Linked DNA regions of Zea mays: all the other regions are linked to region 1. The links are chromatin contacts, called in public Hi-C maps. All regions are on one chromosome and are shown on one strand. The core of a region is the stretch at or near the end of the contact, and the rest is flanking DNA. Distances in the headings are between cores, read along the strand shown. Region 1 holds the start of LOC103633227 (tRNA wybutosine-synthesizing protein 2/3/4). Region 2 holds the start of LOC100274659. Region 3 holds the start of LOC100284505 (ATP synthase chloroplast subunit2). Region 4 holds the start of LOC100273379 (reactive Intermediate Deaminase A, chloroplastic).

Region 1 (5,721 bases), core at 2,282-4,781:
ACATGTTAAATGAAAATAATGATAATAACAATAAAAATACTAAAGGTCATTGCAGCACTAAATGAACTAAATTGTTGTAGAATGTACAAACATATTTATAAATGATGTGGTGCTCAAAGTTTTTTTGAGAACACACAAATGTTCAGGATGTAGGAAAAATGAAGATAAACTTACACTCTTTGATCTTTTAAATGGTGCTGGCTAGTTCAGTTTTGAACTGCCAGTGTCATTTAAAAAAGATCAGAGGTAGTATCTGACAAGTGGTAGTAAATCAAGAAGTAACCACCGGCGTCTGCTTGAAAAATCTTGATCAGCTCATTAAGTAGTTTATTAACAGAAATGTCCTATATTATTATTATTATCTCTTAAAAGAAATACTGAGTTTACTCTTCACTCCAGCTTAATGAACATTCAGCAGAAACATTTTTGGACTTAAACAATATCCAAAGTTTCCAAACATTTTTGCTATGAAAGCTAACAAAAAAAAGTGAGCGACAGTACAAGGAACACAATAAGACAAAATAGCTCAATACCTTAGTTTGCAAGAGATCCAAAAATCCATTCATTCGCCTTTTATTTGCCTCCATTTTACTGTTGGCAATTCTAACAAGGTAGCGGACATACTCCGGAGAAACAACAAGTTCGTCAATCTGCCCCAGTGGCACTTCCATGCGAATTGAGCATCTTATTGCTACCATTGCACGTTTCTGCAAGCTTGTGATACCTGAAAACCAGATTAAACGATTTTTAAACAAACTTAGTATGATATTCCAATAAATAAGGACAAGAAACATCATAATAAAACTCAGCAATACACATTGCAATCCAGTGAATACATAACTCACATATGCAAACTTTCACTTAGTCACTTTATCATAAAAGCCAAAAGCGGACAGAATATCATACTTATTTAAAACTAACATATGCAAAACTGGCTAGAATTGAACCCTGTGATCAATGACAGAAAGAATCACAAATAGTTCTGCATTTCTATGTATCGAAATTGTACAATAACACTGATGGTAAGGATACACTGCTGAGTTGTTCATGGAAATCGAAGCCTTATCCAACATCTCAACAAAACTTTGAACACAGGGTTGAAGGAGGCACGCTACACACAATCACACAGCTCACCTGATTCCCGGAACCCCGCACCGATCGCGGCTGCGACGAGCGCCGCAGCTGCGGCAACGTCTCTGCACTCCACCGCCACGATCATCGGCTCGAACCTGAACACCAGCTCGTCCCCCGCCACTCCCGACCCGCTCCCGCCGAACAGCTGCTCCACCACAGCGTCCGGATCGGCAGGGTCGTGCGATACGTATACCCACCCGCCGCCCCGCGCCTTCTTCTTCGGCTTGGGGGCGCCCTCGCCCCAGCCCTCATGCGGCGGCGGAGGCTGCGCGAGGACGGAGACGCGGCCGGAGCAGGAGGAGGTAGTGAAGAGGTCCGGGTGGGAGTTGAGGGCATCGAGGAGCGGAGCGATCGGGGCGTCGACACCGCCCTTCGGGGACCTGTCCGGCGTCGGCGAGGAGAGCGCAGCCAGCGCCGCCGCCTTCCGGCGACCGAAATCCATGTGACCAGAAGGCTGTCTTTCGCGGGGAGATTTCGAGAGGTGCTAGGGTTTGGGTTAGGCTTTTGCGAGGTTTAGGTACAGGCGTGCTAGAGAGACTTGACATTATGAAACACGACGACGAAATAGAGGCTCGGAGGGTTTCTCCGTTATAGAAAAGCTGGGTATAGCCAACACTCTAAAATGAACATGACAACTCTATTAACAAGTAACGACGATCTCAAACTCACGCCGTCATATTTCCGTTAACGACGATCTCAAACTCACGCCGTCATATTTCCGTTGTGGTCTCCTCTGCCTCGTGCTCTTCGCCATCCTCTGTGGTCTCCTCGGCGGCGGCGACGGGGACTCCTCTTCCTCCGCGACTTCCGCTTCCGCGTCTGCCAAGGACGACCGTCATCGCCATGCGTCCTCGGCGCCCGCAGCGGAGCCCGTCACGGTGGCAGCGACTACTACGAGCTCGGGGGACTGGGATGTGTGGCTACCATGGCGTATGTGGTCACCCTCTTCGAGCTTCACCAGAGTGCTCAGGATCCCAAATCCCCAATCCGGGTCATTGAACATCTCTAATAATTCCGTGTATGACGCCAAAGAAGTGCATCAAAGACGATACGCTTGCGCCTATCCACAGGGCCTGAACAGATTGGAGCAATGATGGCGAAGAACATACCCAGATCAACACGACCAGAACCAGGAGCATCAAGGACAGAGAGAATTCTTTCGTTGATTGCCTTGATGGCACCTGAAAGGTGTTTGGCTTGAGAAAAGAGAGGAGCCTGCGGAGAATAACCTCAAGAGCTGCTTTGCGTATTGACTTCTCAGGGATGCCAGTGTCTGAGTAAGATACGGGGACATCAGTCTCATTCATCTCTTTTCTAAGAAGCTCCACATCGCAGTGGCCTAGCTTCGTCATCCTCTCGAAGGCCCTTATATCTAGAGCATTGGCCAAATCCTGCCGCAAGGTAGTCTTCCTGCCAACCCTCTTGAACTTGGATGCCTCCACATTAACATAAGTCTGCTCCCCTTGACCATCATTTTTTCCTTTGGAAGGCTTTGGCTTTTTCTTTTGCAATGTCTTCAAATGTGAGATAGCATCATACACTTTCACCCTCTGTGTCATCTTAAACGCCTCCTTGAGTGCCTTCTTAGCCTCCTCAGATTCACCCTGCCCAAGCAAAGCCACCGCCTTGTTTAGCTGTGCACGCCAATGGTTTGGTCGGATGCTCAGCACACGAGTATACATCTCTGCAGCCCGTACGAAGCGGCCAGCATCCATGTTCAATCCACCAAGATTGTATAAGGCATCAACATGGCCAGGTTTGAGATCAATTGCTGTCTGAAACTCCTGGATAGCACGATCATCCTCCCCTACTGCATGCAGGGCCGACCCAAGGTCACAGTGCGCATCAGCATAGTCTTCCTTCAGGAAGATGGCCTCCTCCAGTGCCTTCTCAGCAGCTCGGTACTCCCCAACGCCAAAGAGAGCGCTCCCCAGGAGCTTGAGTGCCCTGGCATGAGATGGGCACAATATGGCGGCTTCTCGGTACTCCTTGACGAAGGTGAGGTAGTCACGGCTCGTCTCGTCCCACGGGGCGCTGGTGGATGCCGAATCCGCCGCGCCGGAGATCTCCCTGGACCACCCGGCCTCGGAGAAGGAGTCGAAGTTGCTGTTGCCGGCGCCGCCGCTCCCGTCGATGGAGCCCTTCCGCACCTGCTTTGAGCGGAGGCGCTTGACGAGTATATCTAGGTCGTCGAGGAGCCCCCAGGAGGAGTCGAAGGCGATGTCGTGGTTAGGCGAGCCCGCCCACGCCGTAATGGCAAATTTCTCCTCCCTGTCGGGGCTGCTCCGCACCTACAACGACGGCGCCATGCGTAATGGCAAATTTCTCCTCCCCGCCCTCCGCCTCCGCCGCGTCGCTGCTCGACGACCACGTCATGCGACGGGGAAGTACAAGGACATGGTCTACCTGCTCTCTGGTGCGAGGGTGCGGCTCTGGTGCGAGAGAGCGAGAGAGAAGGGAGATATCTGCGAGGAGGAGAGAAGGGAAAACTCGATGGCGATGGAGAACTCACGGCGCTTGGGACGGCGCCGGTATCAACGACAGTAATCGTGGTTCGAACCGTGTAATGGAGTCGTCATGTTCATTTTAGAGTGTTGGCTATGCCCAGCTTTTCTATAATGGAGAAACCCTCGCCTAAGCCTCTAATTCGTCGAAGCCGCACCGGTGGACTTTCATAATGGCAAATTTCTCGGCGTGCTACGGAGATCTAGGATTGGGCATTGGGCTAATCGAAGTTCGGATCGATTTTCGGTTTTGTAAAATTTAGTTTTTGAATAATATTTAGTTAGCCACATAGTTACCGTTTGATTCGTGAAATGTATGTAACGTAAATGATAATGATTCATAATCGAATACTAGCGTTAACAAGTTTAAATAAGCAAGCCGGTATCTATTTTTAGTGTGGTATGGATTATAGTTAGACCTAAACAAACATAATTTAATATTATCAGTTACTCATTATGTTATCAATATGTGAACCAAACGGCACATAGATCCGATTTTAAGAAAAAAAACTAAACTTTTAAAAATACGGTGAACTACTCCTACACAATAGGACCTACACGGCAGCTACACCAGCTAAAGTTTGTTGGGCATGTTGCCAATAGATCAATTGCAGTGGCTCAAAGGAAAGGTGATGTTGTGCTTGGCACTTCGAATGCCATGCCCTATATGATAAAGGAAGAAAGATGTATGTGAGCTATCACCGTGATGGCATCGACTAATATGTAAGCAGACCCGGTGTGTAAGCGTGCAATCATGTTTTCTAGTCCCGTATATGCCCATTCACTAGTGAATCGAATAGAGGGTTATTAATAAAATGTTACACACTGGTGGAACATGTTGATGGGAGGATCAAATTAAAAATTATTGATCCACCGTTGGATGGAGATCCCAGTGACTATAATAAGTGATTGCACGCTTGTACGCAAGATTTGCTTGCATATTAGTCGATGTCCATCATGATTAATTGGTTCATGAAGAATGGTAAACGAAGATTACTATAGTGATTTGATCGGTTTCGGTGTTCATTTTCAATTTTTATGCCCAGACCTGCTGGAGATTGTGCCTTCCATATGAGCCCATGCAAGGATGCGTTTGAATTCTACCCATTTCCACCCTTCCAGTTTCCAAAGCATCTAGGCCGTCGAAATTTGGCAAAGATACCAGTGTTAAGAACTACGTTACTATAGATCACCAGATCCGCTCCCTTCCCTCATGTCAGTTGTTTAGGCGCGAGAAGATGTTGAAGTTTCGTCCCCTTCCCATAAACACGACAGGGAACACACAAGACACGTGATGTATGGTTAGGCCTTTGGACTCTTTCTCTTCACTCATTATGAGGATATATACAAGTTCCTTATATAGATGAAGTCAGACCCCTTGTGGGCAAAAACATATTTGCCAACATAACCCTAACTATAATTACTTAACACTCACCCATGAGTGAATACCGCGACCAACACATGACCCATTAAAAACTACCAAAAACTCGATGGAAAAAACATGGAGAAAGAGTGCATGGCGACGCAAATTGTATTTACACTTTGTTGCCTCGTTAAAAACTTATGCAATAAACTTCAGGAAAACTCACAAATGGAAAAGAAGTACAACGATTATCATCAGGACATATTTCGATCTCCTAGATCTTGAATACACTTAATCTTCTACAAGAGCTAACTTTAGAAATGTGCTCCTCTCATCCTTGCAAAAATGTTTTAATACGATAACCCACCTTATTCTATAAGTATATGCATGTAGAGATTTAGCAAACAAATTGCATATTGCTGCAAGGATTATTTTAGAAACTTCACCTCGACACGCTTCTGGAAGTATATGCACGTATCGATTTATTTGATTGAAACTTCTGTAAGTACCAACATATTGATCATCGAGCTAATGCCTTCAAGACATACAATACGACATTCAGTTTCTTACAATTGTGATCAATATTAACCATTCGCCCCCCTGATGACGATATTTGTCAAAGTTTTTATCCCTCGTGACTTAAACATATTCTTCAAGATGTGCGTCTCGTTTTTCATCTAGAATAACGAGGATAGCTTATGCTGGGATGCTATAATTTTC
Region 2 (5,721 bases), core at 1,971-4,470, 200 kb after region 1:
GCTCGTTACAATAACGAGCTATAACGAGCCAAGCCATAACGAGCCGAGCTGGCTCGATATCCACCCCTACACATATGGTTGCAAAGGCTCTACACTTGTACAGGAACAAACAACAACAACAACAACCAGAAAACTTTTCTCCACACCGCCGATAGCCCGATACCACCCAATGGAACAGCCGGAGCACGAATGCGACAAAGCTTCCTGTACAGGAGCACCCCAAAAATCAATGCGAGAACAAATCGTTGGTTTCAAAATTACGCAAAATCGAGCAAAGACAAAGTGGGCCGCTCTCCATTGGGCTTAAGCGTTCAAGATTTAGCGAGCCCATCTCACTGTGAATGTAAAACCGACCCACGAACAGTTTATCGCCAGGCCCATCTGTCTGCTATCCAGACTTTGCACAAAGGCGCAGGCCCATCTGTCTGCTCACTAAAGCCTCGGCCTGAAACACTTTACTCACTCACGCAGGCCCAACGTCTCATCCCGTAGCCCGTCTCACTTGGGTTTTCTTCGTTATAATCTTCTTTTCTATTCGATTCAACCAATACAAACGGAAAAAAGTCCCTATATATACTGAATGCAAATCCATTCCGATAGAACCCCTCACATTTATCAGCTGCAGACCCCCACGTGGACAGAAGTTATATGGAGTCTCAAGCAGCTATGACTTTTGTGTGTATAGATCTACAGCTTGTAGATTCGAGAGGCTGCAACAGAATAGGATTGCATCTGGCTGCAACAAACTAGAAACAGCCTAGCGTTCTGTTTATGAAGGGCCTTTATCCCACCACGAAACAATTTCCCGGCACTGTTTCACTCAAGTTACTTGTCAAAAAAAATATATTATCACTCAAGTTTGCACATGAACGACGGAACTTGCTTGCAATAGCCGCCCGCTTTCGTTTCAGTTACCACGTCGGCGTTGCAATCAGAATCAATCGTCCTCCCGAGTCCCAGGTCCCAACAGCAGCACAACTTCACAGGCAGAAAAACAAACTGGAGCGATCGCCAGTACCATCACAATGTCAACCACTGGTAAAAGGCAGAGGGCGCTGCTTGTCAAATGAGCGCGGTTGGGTCGCCTCCGCCTCCACGGGAAGCAAGCAAGCCAGCCAGCCAGCCGGCGGCGACGGCGACCGGCCAACTCCTGGCCGGTGGCGGCGATGTGCATGGGGGTCAGAGGCTGGCGGGCGGTCCCAAAGAAACCAATCAGTCAGGTGGCCGGACCAACCCGGCATATATCCCCCAACCAACCGGGGAATTGTGTTGACCTAGATGACTCGACGGATCTCAGGTCTCAGCTGTTGGAGTATAATGCGTGTCTGATCGGACAGGTATATACATATATATACTGCAACCAATCATGCGTCCACCTTACTAGTAGTACTACCTCGATGATGCAGTTCCCAGGTCTGAACCGAACCATTTTAGCTAGCTTACAGTGGTTGGCACCACCCCATGATTGTTCTAAGAACGCCACAACCTGCACCGTCTTCTTTTTATTCTGCAGGGGATTAAAAAGGAAACGGTGGTTACCAGAAGATTGTTTACTAGTACTAAGCCGGAGTTAGATTGGAAGCAGGAGGAGCTAGCATGGATACCCAGCCATGCATGGTTCGTTCCAGAAGTTGCAATGGTTGGGACCAAAATCAAATCATTCAAGGTGAGAGGACCGTTTCAGGGATGTAGTAGTGCTAGTGTAGACCTGCATTATATTATTCAGAGAGGTGGTACCAATGCCATACGCTAACTGCTAATCATTCTCCGGTTGGGATATGGTTCATGATTACACAAGTCAGCCTAATGATAAGCTGCAACAACTGGGAAAAACAACAGCAGCAGCGAACCGTATGATTTTCTGAGAGGGAAAAAGCGTATCATATTTCAAAAGGGATGGTAAAACTCCGCATTGTCGCTGAACTTAAAATGTATTAGCATCTGCGAATTGACTTTATAGTTTTCCAGACTATACTATAGACTATAGTACGTAGAGAGACCAGCAAAGATAATAAAAAGATCTAAAACTACTGTGGCGCTGCAGGCGAAATTTTAGCCTGTTTGTTTCGCTACCTCGCTTGCCATAATTTTTCAAGCCTAAGGCTAGCCAGGTTTGATAGAGTTAGGCGTGCTTTTGGTTTGTAGCCGCGGTTGTAACATGATTTTTCTACTGATGCGTAGGTTCCGGTCATCAATGACTCATAAAAAGTGTGACAAAATTCTCTTAGTCACACCATGGTCTGACGCGGAATTTGAACACCTATGGGTTGTTTGATTTGCTGCCTAAAATACCACAACGTGTCTAACTTTTCTATCTAAGGTTAATTTTTTATTAAGCAACTAGCTCAGACATATTATAGCACCTTAGGTAGGAAAACAAACATGTCCATAACCTTAGACAAGTATGGTAGAAAACGTGTGTCAATGCTTGGCACGATAGGTATGCAAACAAACATACCGATGATGAACTGTTGCCCGTAAGGTCAGATTAACTCTGGAGTGAAGAAATATGGCTAAGGACTTGAACTGATTGAACTAGCGTTCCTTCTCTGTTGTCTCGTGTTCATGATGATGATGAAGCTAGTGAGATTGAAGACATCAAGGCATGTAGATATTTTTTCTCTGTTGTACAACACTAGCTAGCATGATTAGCAAGCTGCGCTACTCTTTTAGTAAGCTACACAAGCATATAGATATTTTTTCTCGAGCGCATGCAAGTCGTACAAGCTAGCTGCCAATGCCACGTGGGGCATCGCACAGTTAAGAAAACCAAGTGGTCGTGGCATACTGGCGTGCATAACAGCAGCTCAGAAACGTACAAAGTAAAGAAGTACAAACCGTCCAATAAATATTTGTTCACAGGGGAAAAAAAACTACTGCAAATACAAAGCGCTGTCGTCGCCAACGGCAGGCACGTTTACAAGGTCCCACTTTGCTTTTAAACACGATCCCCCTTTCCCCCCGTTTCACACTTTGCGGCACCGCCAGAGCCCGATCGAGCCCATCCCACACCCAACGACGAGCCAGCGCGGCGACGTGGTCGGCCCGCCCACGGGCCCGTCATCCGCGACCCCGATCACGGCCATCCACGTGTCCCGGACGCGCATCTGCTCCCGGCTCCCCCTGTCCCGTCCTCCTCCTCCTCGTTCCTTCGGCCCCTCCCCTCCCGTCTCTGCCCGCCGCGCCTATAACTACTCCACCACGGCCGCCCTCGTAAACGATCTGCGGTTTCTTCCACGCACCAATCATTTCGGCCACACTGCACACGGACGAAACTCGCTCGTCCTTCGCCTCCAGCAGCAGCCGATCCGTATCCAGTTCCCGTGCCGTGCCCACCAGGGGGAACCCGATCGATGGGAAACTGCTGTCTCGAGAGGCCTCGTCGCGGTGGCAGCGGCAGTGCGGGCTCCGTGCATTACGCCAGGACGAACCCCGTGTGGGTGGAGGACAGGAGGGAGGAGGCGTGCAAGGGCGAGGGCGAGGGCGCCGGCCACGCGCCGGCGGCGGCCACGGAGGTGAAGATCAGGATCACTAGGAAGCAGCTGGAGGAGCTGCTGCGGCGCGTAGAGGACGGCAAGCACGGCGGTGGCTGCGGAGTGCCCGTCCAGGACGTCATCTCGGAGCTCCTGTGCGTGGCCAGCACTAGCTCCAACTTCCGGCACAGGGAGGAGGGGCAGTGGCGGCCGTCGCTGCAGACCATACCCGAGTGAGACGGACCATGGTCTGATTGACGATCAGATCATGTTACTTGATATTACTTGCTGTTTTAGTTATTTAGCACCTCCGTCAATCCATGCATGCGTGGCTTAGCCATTTGTTGCCATATTCATACTAGTAGCATAGCATTAGATACCAGATAGGGTGTACATTTGTTAGGTCTTGGATCAGGAGACCAATCTATCTTAATAAAGTATATTGATAGACATATAAGCTATGAAGAGTTATTTATCTTTTTTTTTGTTGAGTAGATACATCTCTGCTTACCTGTTTTTGCTTTGGACATTGGATTGTGGAACTATGGAGTACAGATTACCATCGGAGCTTGTACTTTGTTAGTAATTTTAGCTCATTTCAGCTTGGTTGAACTGCTTTTGAAGTGGAGGGTTTCTGAATCGTGTCGCTAAATCTGTACTGTGCTGTTTCGTTTAGTAGTGCTCTACTGCTCTTAATCCACTTATGATCATCAGATCATGGATGAAGATGAAGCAGGAATATTGACATGCAGTACAATAGAATCCCTGTTGTCTGTTCTGATGCCTTGTGCCTCCTCTGTTCATACCATTATGTAGACATTGGACATACCATTATGTAGACATTGGAGGCGCTCGAGGTCAGAGTGATTGAGATGGTGAACATCCATTCCTCAGCTGCTCTCATTCTTTTTTTTTTTGGTGTTTTTATGGTGGTGCCCTCGGTTTTGCTGTTGTCCTCATTTTTACCCTTAGTTGTGTTTTTTGCTCAGTTTTACCCTTCTGTTCTATAGCACTGAAAAAGGCAAAACTGAGCAAAAAAAAAAAAACACAACTAAGGGTAAAAATGAGCACACCAGAAAAACCTTTTTTTACTCCATCGTGAATTCTGACCATTTCTGGCGCTTGATTTCTGAACATGTCGTCCGTTTGTTTTTTCTCTATTTTTTTTATTTTTTGGCTTCTCCAACGCCGAGTTCTCACCAGCACGTTCGTTCAATTGTCCATGTATATTGGTTTTCTTTGTAGATAAAATTATTTTGGTCATTAACATGCGCTTCTAAAGGCGGTTAACTAAATTAGTTGAGCTATGGATTGATTTGTCAAACATATGTAAGCTATTTTTTGGTTTTGTTTTCCAACCGAGATTCTGTTCCACGCACGAACAGTTCTGATCTAGGCCGTGTTGACTTTAAAGGAGATCAACCGTTCTCGACTTATTCTTTTTTTCAAATTAGTTTTTTACAGATCAGCATGTTTTGCATTAAGAGATAGCAGAGATGTTTAAACTATGTGCTAGGCTGTATCCGCGTCGGAGTTTGTCTACTGTATTACACTAAGATAAATGTTTTCGGTTTTTTCAGTTCATATTCGCATCCAATTGTCGCTTCACAAATGAAAGCAAATCGGAAGCAGTTTATAATTTCAAGTGGTTGACAAGCGAATTAGCAGATTATGAGGTGTTTGGGATGGCTTTAGGTTCTAGCTCTAGTGTGGAGATTTAGTTTATAATATCAATTTAAATAGTTTTAAATATTTCTAATAATCTGCTTCATTAACTCTACCAATTTTTCTGGAACTATAGTTGTTCCAAACATCTCATCCAAAATAGTCCTAAACATCTCATTCGAAATAGCGTGGTCCAAAATTACACGCATGCATGGCGACCGGATTTTCTACCTAGCTAGGGTAAGGTGGATTGAACTTACAGAACAATCCGTAGAAACATTTTTGGGCCGTATATTATTGTGAGCACGGGGGAATTGAAAAGTTCTTGTGGTTGATGATGTTACTAGCTGGTGATCCATTCACCTCATCGAGGATTTCTATATAAATAGATATAATCACTGTCATGTCAGCGGACCTCACATCTCACTTGGTCGAAAATCACGCTAAACTTCGCTTTTTTTTATCTAGGACTAAGTATAAACAGCTATTTTTTAAGGCTCTTTTTTTATGCTCATATAAAGGAATATACAGAGATGAAGCCGAAAGTACTAGCTTTTTATTGCTTTCTCCCTCATTTTCCTTT
Region 3 (5,721 bases), core at 1,858-4,357, 140 kb before region 1:
CTAACATGGGGCTGAGGCCCACCATATGGAGTCGTGGCTAGACCAGGTTCGTCTCTTGGGCTGGACGACCGTCTACATCAAGCCCCATAAAGGGAGGAACCGACAACTTCAAGTCTGGGATCCTGCATATAGGACCAGGACCTCCTTGTGACCCGACGAATCTCCGGACAAAGGGATCCGGATAGAACATAAAGCCACGGAGGAGAAGGCACTCTCCGGTTACAGCACCAAGGCTTCAGAATGGTTCCAAGAATGGGAAATAACACCCGAACCTCAGGCCACGTGAGGTCCGGTATCGCCACGTATCCAGGCGTGGGTGGCCGAAGCCCGGACCCCCTCGAGTGCGATCCGGGCCCATGATCAGGGAATGCTTGGGAATACCATGTCGTCGCTTATTCTCGGGCCTATCCCTTATCCAGGCAGGGGCATGAAGAGACGGATGGAGAAGACGAGATGACATGATCGTTACACCCTACGCACGAGAGCGTATCAGGCTACACCGCAACCTACATCAAGACCTGAGTTCCGATTAGACGGGGCAAGGTGACAGGATAAGGACGACAGAAGATCGTGCAACGTCCAAGAAGGGATACAGACTCATGAAGATCTAGCGTTGTCAGCTCTACCCAATTGTTTCTCGTTCCATATTGTACTCTCTTAGGCCCATCGGTCAGAGCCAAAACTCCCTTGTATGTGCCTTCCTTGGACTATAAAAGGGAGAGCACTTGCTCTGTAGCAGGGAGAGGTCAATCTAACACTCGGACCTTCGACTCCCTAACTCTAAAGCAATATAACTCATAGTGAATGTGAGATACTATGCTCCGGTGGCCTGAAACGCTCTAAACCCTTGTGTTCTTGTGTCCATCTAGAAGGCCAGACAATCAACTAAACCTACTCCTCATCAGAGTACCAGGGCGGATGCAATCTACCACCCGGCCGGAGGATTCGCCCCTGCAACAACGTGTTTTGACAATTTTTGTAGTTGAAAACACTATCTTAGTGGTTGCAGGTTAGGCAAGAGGGACTACCATTAATCTTAATAATCTATTAATCCGTAGAACTTTTACCCAATTTAATGAGTCCTTTCATCAGCGAGTGATGGTAATGTATTTAGCTCTAGGTGATGTATACACCAAGCTGATAATGTGGAAGTTGGCGTTTTAATTGGAACTTTCTTGATTGAAAAATCAGTGGTGTAACTTTGATATATCAAAAGTGTCTGTTCTTGGATTCAAAGAAACAGAGAGCGATAAAAGCTCTATCGCAAAGCTAAAACGATCATCTAACTCAATTAGTTGTTGATCAACCGTTACATTAAACACATCTACTTTATAATAGTGAAGAGTTACAGTGTTACCACGCTTGTCACTGTATTACGTCGCCATAGCAAGCTTGATTCCAATATGCTCCATCCATCCACAGGACAGGATTGTGATAACTGATGAGACCAAGATATGAGCCGGCGTTGTTATCATGGTGTCATATATAGTTTACCTTCATCCCCTACCGGCCTGATGATTCTGAGGAAGTGACGTGATTCAACTGCAGCATTATATGTTTCTTCTCTTAACAATGTTTTTTTATAAAAAAAAAGAACACAGAAGTTTGATAAATTTTGCATGAAAAAGCAATCCTGTCAAATTGCTTTGAGATTTATGTGTTCAAAACAGCCTCGTCTTAGTTGCTATTGCACCTTTACTCATGTACTAGGTAGGGTGTTTGGTGCATGCCGCAGGATGCCGAGCCGTAGCTGATTCGTGCCAAACATTTGGAAGACTTGGGCATAAAAATACACTGAGCTTCGACGTCTCAGTTGCGGCAAGATTATACATTTTGGCATCTCTGGATTGAAATTCTTGTGTGTCGCAAGGAACACAGAACTCCGTTGCGTTTGTGCTATTATCAGGAATTACAGGCAGAGTGGAGAAAATGAGGAAAAAGAATTATATATAGCAGGAGCACCGCACCACCAAGGGGACTCAGGCTCAGCCAGCGAGGGCGTCGGCACCGGCGACGATCTCGAGGATCTCCCCGGTGATCTTGGCCTGGCGCTGTCGGTTGTAGGCGATGGAGAGGTTCTTGCGGAGCTCGATGGCGTTGTCGGTGGCGCTGCTCATGGCGCTCATCCGGGCGGCGAGCTCGCTGGCGAGCGACTCCTGCAGGGCACGGAGGATCTGGCTGTTGAGGTAGAGCGGGAGCAGCGCGTCCAGGATCTGCACGGGGTCCTGCTCGAACTGCACCACGGGGGAGAAGGGCTGCGTCTCGATCTTCACCTTCTCGCGCTCCACGGTGAGCTTCCCCTCCTTGGTGGTGAGGCGGAAGAGCTCGTCCTCGGTGGCGTCCACGCAGACGCCGTTGACGTCGCAGATCTCGCCCTTGGGCGACATGGGGAGCAGCGTCTGGATGATGGGGTCGGAGCGCACCAGCGACACGAACTTGGAGTAGAGCAGCTCCACCTTGTCCACCTCCTCGGAGACGAAGAGCGAGTAGACGAGGTCGCAGATGGCCTGCGAGTCCTTGACGGTGGGCACGCTGCTCACCTCTAGATCGCGCTCCAACGGGATGTAGGGGCGGCGCTGGAAGTAGGCGTTGCCCTTCTTCCCCACGCTGACGACGGTGTACTGGAGGCCCAGCTGCTTGAGCTCATCGATGCGGGTTTCCGCCTTCTTGAGCACGTTGTTGTTGAAGCTCCCGCAGAGGCCGCGCTCGCCGGTCAGGACCACGAGGGCCACCTTCTTGACGGGGCGGGTGCGGGTGAGGGGCAGGTCGATGTCCTCCGTCTGGATCTCCTGGTTCATGTTGTAGAGCACCTCCACCAGCGCCTCCGAGAAAGGGCGAGAGGAGACGACGGCCTCCTGCGCGCGCCGGACCTTGGCGGCGGCCACCAGCTTCATGGCCTCCGTGATCTTCTGCGTGTTCCTGACGGAGTCGATGCGGGTGCGGAGCTCACGGAGGGAACACCGCACCAGGAGACCCGAGCGCGGGGGGGAGCGCCGTCGGGTGGTGGAGGCGCTGCTGGCGAGCGCCGAGGAGGACCAGGCGGTGGAGAGGTGGGAGCACGACATGGCTGCTGGTCCGCGGCGCGCGGGGTCGGGGGGAAGCGGAAGAGACAAGGGGCGGGACGGGATGGGAGCGAGGGAAATGGGTTTGGATGGATTGGGTTTGGGTGGAGAGGTGTGCACGGTGGGGTATTCAAGCCGAGCTGAGTGGTGGAGGGGCAGTGATGGCGAGATGGGGAGGATCATGTGGATCTGCCGAGCTGGCTGCACCGCTTTGCAATATGACGCTCTCCGCAGTCCATTTTTGCTTGTCAGGAATGGAAAACAAAATAATGCTCTGGGGAAACTGGGATCCTGCCCAGGATATCCCACGGTAAAATAGCAGATACTCCCTACGATCACAATTTGGAGGAGCTTTGGCCCATCTCTACAGGAATCAAATCGTTTCCAGTGAAATCCTGAATAGTTTCTGTGTTCCAAACGCAACAAGTTTCAAGCCTGTCCCGAAGAAACCAATTTGAGCTCAACTCCCAGTTAAAAACGGCACTTTGAAGATTTAATCTGCTGAGTTGAACTTCACTGTTGATTTTTCTTGGACTTAAATTGTTAGTACTCTAAATCCTCACGTATAAAAAAACGGCTCAACAAAACTGATGCAAAGTTCATCTCAAAGAAATACATAGGAGATGAAATTGGTATTTCAAGGTACTCGAACAAACACACAGATTGAGATACATACAAGTACAACAATATCAGGTTTAAGGGAATGGAACAAGTACAACAAGATCAAGTTTAAGGGAATGGAACCAATTCTGGAAAGTAAGTTGAACCTCAGGGTACCAACGACAGCATGACACCCGCGTAAGCCTAATCCCTTGCAGTTGCAGATTGAGGATCTTTCCTTGGTGGCTTGTAGACACTGAAGTCACCAAAATCCCGCCGTCCACTGAACCACACAAGAGGTCATACAGATAACAGTAAATATCTGGTGATGAAAGGAAATCTGGACAAAAAGACATTACGACAAATAGAAAGATCTTTTAAGGTCACTGGTACATGGCTATAACTTCGATATTCGCTACAGCTTGGCCAATTCTAAGCACCAGGAAGTTCAGGCAATTATGCAACTAATCAGCATGCATAGCGCACAAGAGAAGATATATATGAAAGGCAAACAACCTGTGGTTAATATTCCAGCCAGAAGGTAAATAACGGGGGTGAACAGCTTCAACAAAGATCTGCCTCCACCTTTGGCAAAACTGGTTAACAAATTCCTCTCCACCATTAGAAAACAAAAGTTCCACAACTTGTTTACCATGATGCCCATGACCCAACAGGGATATCTTCTCAGCATTCTTGGAAATGACCTGACTAGAATTGTCACATATGGATTGTTCCTTGTCGTCATGACTGTTTCCAGGAGTACAGGCACCTCTTGCTTGCTGCTCGGTATCGGTCTCGAGTGTCACAGTGTCATGATCAGAAGTGGTGTCCTCCATGCTGACTGGCAAACTTGAGCTTCCCTGGCTCAGGGTTAAATTCTCTAGCTGGTTTTGATTCCCTGTCTCATCAAACTCTTGCTGACCATTACTACCAGTTCCAACCTCAGGAAATCGCGCAGATAAGGCATGACAATTTTCTGATCCATGTCCACTGTCTTCTGAGATGGTATTGCTGCTGCTCTTTCTAATAATAGTTTGAGCCTGAGCTCTAAACGAATATCCCTTTTTCTTTTCAAGACGCCTTCGCTCATGAGGGCTCATACCAACAAGTAATGCCATCTCGAGATCTTCAGGAGTCACATCTCTACCACCATAGTATGACTTCACAATCTGCAAAGAATTGAACTGGTTCATAACAGCAACCTATAGCTAAGAGCAAGTACATATTTAACAAGGGAAGCATATGGACGGATAGGATCAAACATGTTAATACGTCGATGTCACTATGTCAGCTCCAGAAACTGTTAAGTAATCCATATTGAGCCAGAAATACAAAAAGGATGTCATCACCTGCATTAGCTCTTCACATCTCTTCAATGGCATAGTGGATCCATGACGTAGAAGAGCCATGGCAGCAGTCCTCAGCTGCAATGGGGAGACACCTGTTCCATTCAATTTATCTTCAGATACTGATGTGTTGGTAATCAAACTTATATCACCCGAGTTCATTATCTTTTGCACAAAAAGGGGTATTCCAAATTCTTCTGCTATTCGCCTCTTGTATTTCTCAGCTGCTGAATGAGCTATTTCATGACAGTCTACACAAAGAAGTACAATATCATGTGAACGATGGCTCTTTAAATGTTCTGGAAAATGCATCCTGTAGCATGACGGTATTATTCTGTATCTAATATAATGGCTCTTTTCTCCACAGCCCACACAAATATTTTTCTTGCTCTGAATATAGAACTCGTTATCTTCATCCTCTGGACGACCTTTAGGTTCAAAGAGAAGCATGATTGCTGGAGGACTATTTTCAATCAATTTCGCCAAATTACGCTGAATGTACCTGGGATAGAAGAGCTCATCAGTTTGCCAAAATAATTCTTCATTCATGCTACATGCATGTAAATAGCTAATGAGCATATATTTAGGAGACAAACCATTCCAGTTTTTTGCGGTCACAGTAGCAAAGTAGTCTTCCATCACTAGCATAAATCCTGCAATTGTGATATACCGGGGACTTGCAGGAAAACTTTTTAATGAATAAATCCCGTGAA
Region 4 (5,721 bases), core at 1,751-4,250, 130 kb after region 1:
AAATTTAAAACATAAACCAAACTATTGCAGATGCTTAAAAATGTAGAGTGTTTGGGACAGAGACTGGTCATCTCCAAAATGGTCAGTTATTGACTATTTCAATCAGACAAAAATCACAAGCTTTAAATTTATTGTAGGGAGGAGTGTTTCTTGTGTTTTTGTAGTAGCCAAATAAGCATTGAATTGATAAAACACTATTTGACTCGCTGTGGTTCCACTACCACCATCGCCCACTTTAGTGACCCATTCATTTAGGTTATCCTTGGGATTGATAATTTCAATAGCACTTGCTTCACTAACGGCCTCCAGGATACACCCTTGCTTGCTCTAATAATAGATGTGTTTGTGTCTTTACACACGTTTTCATACTCCTAATGGGCATGCTTATGGACCATGAGGACTAATATTCTTTGTCTATTTTCTCTCTCTTAGGAATGGCTTTGTGATTTTATAATAGTTCTTTAACATGAGTGGATTAGGCGGTGGCAAGGATTTGGCTGCGTTGGTTGGTTTCTCGAGAGAGTAAAGCACTTACGTTGTTCCCGATTAGCACAACACCATGTGACCCGCACTCATAGATAGATATATTATTGGTAATCTGAATAATTATTAGTGAACTAGGGTTACTACATTAAATTTTCTTGTTAAATATTATATAATACACTGTCCTATTATGGAATCAACATGTTTTTGTTTGAGGTGTTGATTAATATCGCTACATATTTATTATTTTTTATCAATGACAAAGCACAAGTACAACTTTATATATATCTTTTAAGGTATGTAAACATCTACTTTTAGTGATGCGAACAAAAAACTAGAATAACAATTAGTGTTTTGGCATATCAATATATTTTATCATCGCTCCTTGTCATAGACCACGCTACGACTTTCTGCTCGTGCTTCAGCTTCCATGCTACCCCTCGTCTGAAGACATCAATTGCGTCGTCCAACCTTCCTTTTTAGATTATGGTATCGGAGAAAGTAACTGGGTTAATGGTCCAACCTTCCTTTGTAGTTTGTGATATCGGAGAAAACCACTAGGTTAATGGTGCTGGCATAGATATTGTAAAAGGAAGTTTGATTATATTATTGTTGGTTGTACGTGGGAGGAAACAAATGGACTATGTAATTATGGAATTGTAGATAGGGATGCAATAGACAACTATGTAGGTTTTGATAGATGATGCTTTATAGTAGTGGAGATTAGTTGTTGCCAAAGAATTGTTTAGATAGTGAGGTCGATGATTATCTTGTTTGTTTTCATGTATCCGTTTTGCACCAACATCTTATCGAATAATTTGTATACCGTTGCAACGCACAACATTGCACTATGTAGTGGTGAAATAGCTAGATTAAAATAACAAAATTTATGCATGGCTAGGATCACAAACGGGTTACGAAATATTTTCTCATAACAATATAGTACACATTTATACATAAGTTATCATGATATTATATGTTTCCGTTGCAACGCACGGGCACTTACCTAGTGTATATATAGTTATGCACAATAAATAACTTGTCCTTTTAGAGGACTTAGGGAGTAATATAATTGCAATAGTACAAATTCCAAATACGACTGTTCGCTCCGAGCGTTCGTTCATTGCAACTTCTATGACGTTGTAACAAAAGTTCATCAAAGATCATCCATCAGGGATTCTTCAACGATAGGATACATCATTATAGTGTGTTATTCTGCGATAATGGGGATATTTTGCCAGTAACACCTAAACCATCTAGGGTTATGCTATCAGGACTTTAGAGGATACCATAATTCCACATTTAGTGGAATATAACATTAGTAAATCTTGTGGAATGCACATGTGCTTATTTGACGAACTTCAAGTCATGTGGTACCTCATCTTATAATTTCTCATGTTTGTATGGGTGTTTATCCCTTTATAGGGTTATCAAATTTTGGTGTTCAACACAAACTTTGTTTCTGCTGGAAAGATTCCATCAGGGAACTATAATCACAGCTAGGAGATATTCTCTCTACACATAGTGTGATCATTCATCACAGCTAGGAGATATTCTCTCTACACATAGTGTGATCATTCATCAAGAATGTATTTTACAATACGAGATTTATATGTTGGATTTTTATAACTCAAGATTGTGAGTCCTCCTATGTCTCATGTTGGATCTTCATAATCCTTTAACTGTATATTTTAATTCATGTCATTTGTCGGATTATATCATATAGCAGAAAAATGTTTATTCAACACATATGTTGGGATGTGCCTCTCACATGACCACTTGAATCACCACATTCACCACATATTATTTCGATAGTGTCCATAAATGTTCGAACTTTAATATCGCGACTTTCTCTTTGCGATTATTGGTTCAACTTCGATTGCATTTATCAGTGATATGATAAGAGAGCTTCGAGCACTCATGTCTAGGAATTTGTTTTGATCCGTTTGCAATCTAGAAAGGCAATATATGTGTCGACACATTTGCCTCCCACATTTAATAACGACCTTCGCCATTTTTCAAAACGAAAGATTAAGTGTTCCACATTCCTCGCACAATAACATTGTGTGCATTGATAGAAACTTCATCATTAGGATGAACTTCTTCGCGAGACAAATCACCAATAGGGTGATTTCATAATAGGAGAGTTATCACAGACCACGCGAATCTATAATCAGCATATGCTTTAACTAAGGCTGGTGGATCATATTCGCAGACGTCCTCGCAGAACATATCAAATGTTAATAAGTCAAATGTGGACATGATATTAATCTTGGATAGCATTCAAATCAATATAGTTACTCCTTCAGCGATTTCTGACAAACTTCATATACATAGGAGCACACAACAAACGACAAGTTTAGCTTTTGTGCATTTTATAGAATATCAAGGCATTACACTTGATGATTATTTATCTTCTCTTAATGTTGAGATGTTTTAAAAACATACACTAGGTATTTTAAATGTTAGTTTAAAATTTATTAGATTATATAATCTAAAGATATTATAATTCTAAACAAACACTCCATTTATAATTTGGACATGAGTAGTCCGTAGTCGCTACCACTATAGTGGGGCACAGGCGATCGCATATTCGCACCCACCCATCACACGACAAAATCCCTCACCCTCGTGAGTCCTGACGTCCTCGCCCGTGCTCGCAGTTGGTAGGGTTCTAGCCATGGCGTGGAGCGCCGCCGCCGTCTCCAGGTTCGCAGCCGCCTCCCCACCCGCGGCACCCATCTCCGTCAGGCTTGGAGCCGCCGCTTCTCGCTCGTCCCTGTCCTTCTCCAGTGGGCGCCGACGCCCCGTGGCCGCGTCCCTCTCGACCTCTGCCACCGGTACGCCTCCCGCTACTTTGGCGCCAAACAGACGCGCGGATTGCTACCATTTCTTTGCACTTACTGTTTATCTCGTCGTGTCGGGGGGGGGGGGGGGGGGGGGGGGGGGGGGGGGGGGATACCTATTGTTTGTAATGACATCCTTGTTTCAAAACGGAGGATGGATTGCTTCAGCGATTCGATTGTAGGGGCAGCTAATCCATGGCAATAATTAGCTACAGATGTGCAATGCTGAATTTGCTGGTTAACATTTTATCTCCATGAAAAGGCAACAAAGTTTGCATTATGCAATGAGAAGTGCAAGCTCACTCAGCGTCAACCAATAAAAAACTAGAGATTGCAGATCTGGCTGGATGGTCACTTGTTCAGTATTTCAGTGCGTATGACACCAGCAATGCCCGATATAAGCATAAATAATGATCTAAATGTCCAAGGGGAAAGCAAAGCAATGATTATCTTTCTGATATCAAGGGGATTGCTGAATACGATGGGATTTGTAATAAAGTGCACATAAAAGTTTCTGGTGTTCATATAGGTTGGGAATCTTGGATATACATGGTTCTATGTAAGAAACTGCTCTCACAAGTGCTGAATGATTACTAGTATTTAGTAGTGAGTTTGCTAGAAGAGTGCTATACCCCTTTAAAATGCTATTAAGCGTCTATTATGCTACTGATTTTTTTTTCGCAATCCCGTATTTGTAGCTGAGAATCATGAAATTTAATGTCACAGTGGCATAGAGAGTTCACCCAAGCAATGTTAGCACAGTGTGAAAATGTAGTTAAGCTGAACAACAATTGCTCACCTGACCTGGTGTTTTCAAACATAAAAGAAATGAACTGGAATAAAGGACAACTACAAACCAAAAAACATGATTAACATGGTTTATGAGTTGCGAGTTGATGCTGTTGAACAACTAAACAAAACTGGTTCTTTCTCTTACACATGGAAACTCTGCGGGGCATTTGGTTATCTCTTGAGGGGGAAGTCTAAAATAGATTTTGAACGTCTTGGGCCATTTTGTATGCTATAATGACAATTTTGAGAAATTTGTTTAGCTGTAAAGGAGGCTGTTCAGACAGAGAAGGCACCACCAGCACTAGGCCCTTATTCTCAGGCCATCAAAGCAAATAATCTTGTGTTTGTTTCTGGAGTTCTTGGCTTGAATCCCGAGGTTTGCTTTTGCACTGTCGTTCTATCATTTTCTTGTTTTTTTCTACATTGCTTGTATCAGTTTCCTGGTTTTTCCACTGGACGAACCGATCAGTTTGCTGGTTGTAGGTGAAGAGACAACTAATATGCCTTTCTGTTTTCAGACCAGGAAGTTTATCTCTGAAAATGTTGAGGAGCAAACTGAGCAGGTGAAAATCTTGATTCTTTAATGCTGCTTACATGTGAGGTGTGAATATATATCATTTGTGATTTCTGAGTCGTTCACAGTATCTTTTAATCTTGCATAAAAAATATGTATTTCGAACATCTCTCATAAGAATTTACATGATTTGCACGTGCTATATAATAAACTGTCCGCAATATTTTAGAACTTTGTTATTGAATCTGCATTTGCTAAATGCAGAAATGGAATGCCTTGTATGATATTCTGCAAGAACATAAGTTGTCTTTGCAAATTGCAAGTTTGTGTTCTGAAAATACTTGTCTGCTGTATCTGCTGTAACTTACTCTCGGTGACAGGTTATGAAAAACATGGGCGAGATATTGAAAGCTAGTGGTGCTAACTATTCTTCAGTTGTGAAGACAACGATCATGTAAGTAAATGTTCTTTATGTTTTGCTCAAGATATTTTGATGTCTTCAGGTGTGATTCTATTATTTTACCTGCAGGTTGGCTGATCTGCAGGATTTCAATAAAGTAAACGAGATCTATGGCAAATGTAAGTTTGAGCTGTGTTGCTCCACCTGTTCCTAATGGTGTAATTCCATTCTTTAATAACAGAGCTGTGACAGCGTTTTACCATCATCAGATTCTGGATGTCACATATCGATAATATTTGTTTTCCCTTCTCTGAAGATATTTTCGTTCTTGCTGCAGATTTCCCGGTGCCAGCACCTGCACGATCAACCTACCAAGTGGCGGCGCTGCCACTGAATGCCCGGATTGAGATTGAGTGCATCGCTGCTCTCTAATCAGATCATCCAACCACTCATTAAATCATCAATAAGCACCCAGGAATTTGTGGTAGAGGTACCTGTACCAGTTCAGTGTCTGAAAACTGCGGGTAACAAACCTTTGTGTCCCGGATAAGTGATGTGTGTGTGTGTGTGAGTGAACAGTGCATCTAGTAGGAGAATTGTTGCGTGGTTTGTTACTTGGATTCTTCGCTCTTTAGACAAGAAGTACCATGGCATCAACATCAATAGCCTACTGTTTTCTTCCCAAT

The links. Hi-C and Micro-C count contacts between places; a contact is called where the count stands out from the background.
Region 2: a contact with region 1 is called in a Hi-C map of ear, with 4 times the contacts expected there. The contact joins the promoter of LOC100274659 here to the promoter of LOC103633227 in region 1. A contact is called at or near these places in 17 of 25 Hi-C or Micro-C datasets (bundle sheath, ear, endosperm and 6 more) and 2 of 3 datasets of contacts at active chromatin or transcription factors (leaf and seedling).
Region 3: a contact with region 1 is called in a Hi-C map of endosperm, with 2.7 times the contacts expected there. The contact joins the promoter of LOC100284505 here to the promoter of LOC103633227 in region 1. A contact is called at or near these places in 6 of 25 Hi-C or Micro-C datasets (ear, endosperm, leaf and 2 more) and 1 of 3 datasets of contacts at active chromatin or transcription factors (seedling).
Region 4: a contact with region 1 is called in a Hi-C map of ear, with 2.4 times the contacts expected there. The contact joins the promoter of LOC100273379 here to the promoter of LOC103633227 in region 1. A contact is called at or near these places in 6 of 25 Hi-C or Micro-C datasets (bundle sheath, ear, endosperm and 1 more).

Annotation. Positions count from the first base shown.
Region 1 is chr7:161,976,762-161,982,482 of Zm-B73-REFERENCE-NAM-5.0, forward strand. LOC103633227 (tRNA wybutosine-synthesizing protein 2/3/4) reads right to left here and starts at 3,532. Exons shown (of 11, transcript NM_001374196.1): 1 at 1,135-3,532; 2 at 534-724. The coding sequence starts at 1,576. It also overlaps the pseudogene LOC103634316.
Region 2 is chr7:162,181,888-162,187,608 of Zm-B73-REFERENCE-NAM-5.0, forward strand. LOC100274659 reads left to right here and starts at 3,221. Exons shown (of 1, transcript NM_001148984.1): 1 at 3,221-3,925. The coding sequence starts at 3,354. The coding sequence ends at 3,710.
Region 3 is chr7:161,834,736-161,840,456 of Zm-B73-REFERENCE-NAM-5.0, forward strand. LOC100284505 (ATP synthase chloroplast subunit2) reads right to left here and starts at 3,108. Exons shown (of 1, transcript NM_001157400.2): 1 at 1,786-3,108. The coding sequence starts at 3,065. The coding sequence ends at 1,986. LOC103633224 (Polynucleotidyl transferase ribonuclease H fold protein with HRDC domain) reads right to left here. Exons shown (of 12, transcript NM_001351852.1): 9 at 5,605-5,721; 10 at 5,012-5,510; 11 at 4,179-4,831; 12 at 3,651-3,945. The coding sequence ends at 3,867. It also overlaps LOC109461486.
Region 4 is chr7:162,106,278-162,111,998 of Zm-B73-REFERENCE-NAM-5.0, forward strand. LOC100273379 (reactive Intermediate Deaminase A, chloroplastic) reads left to right here and starts at 3,001. Exons shown (of 6, transcript XM_008654926.3): 1 at 3,001-3,323; 2 at 4,382-4,497; 3 at 4,640-4,684; 4 at 5,016-5,089; 5 at 5,165-5,214; 6 at 5,373-5,721. The coding sequence starts at 3,164. The coding sequence ends at 5,467.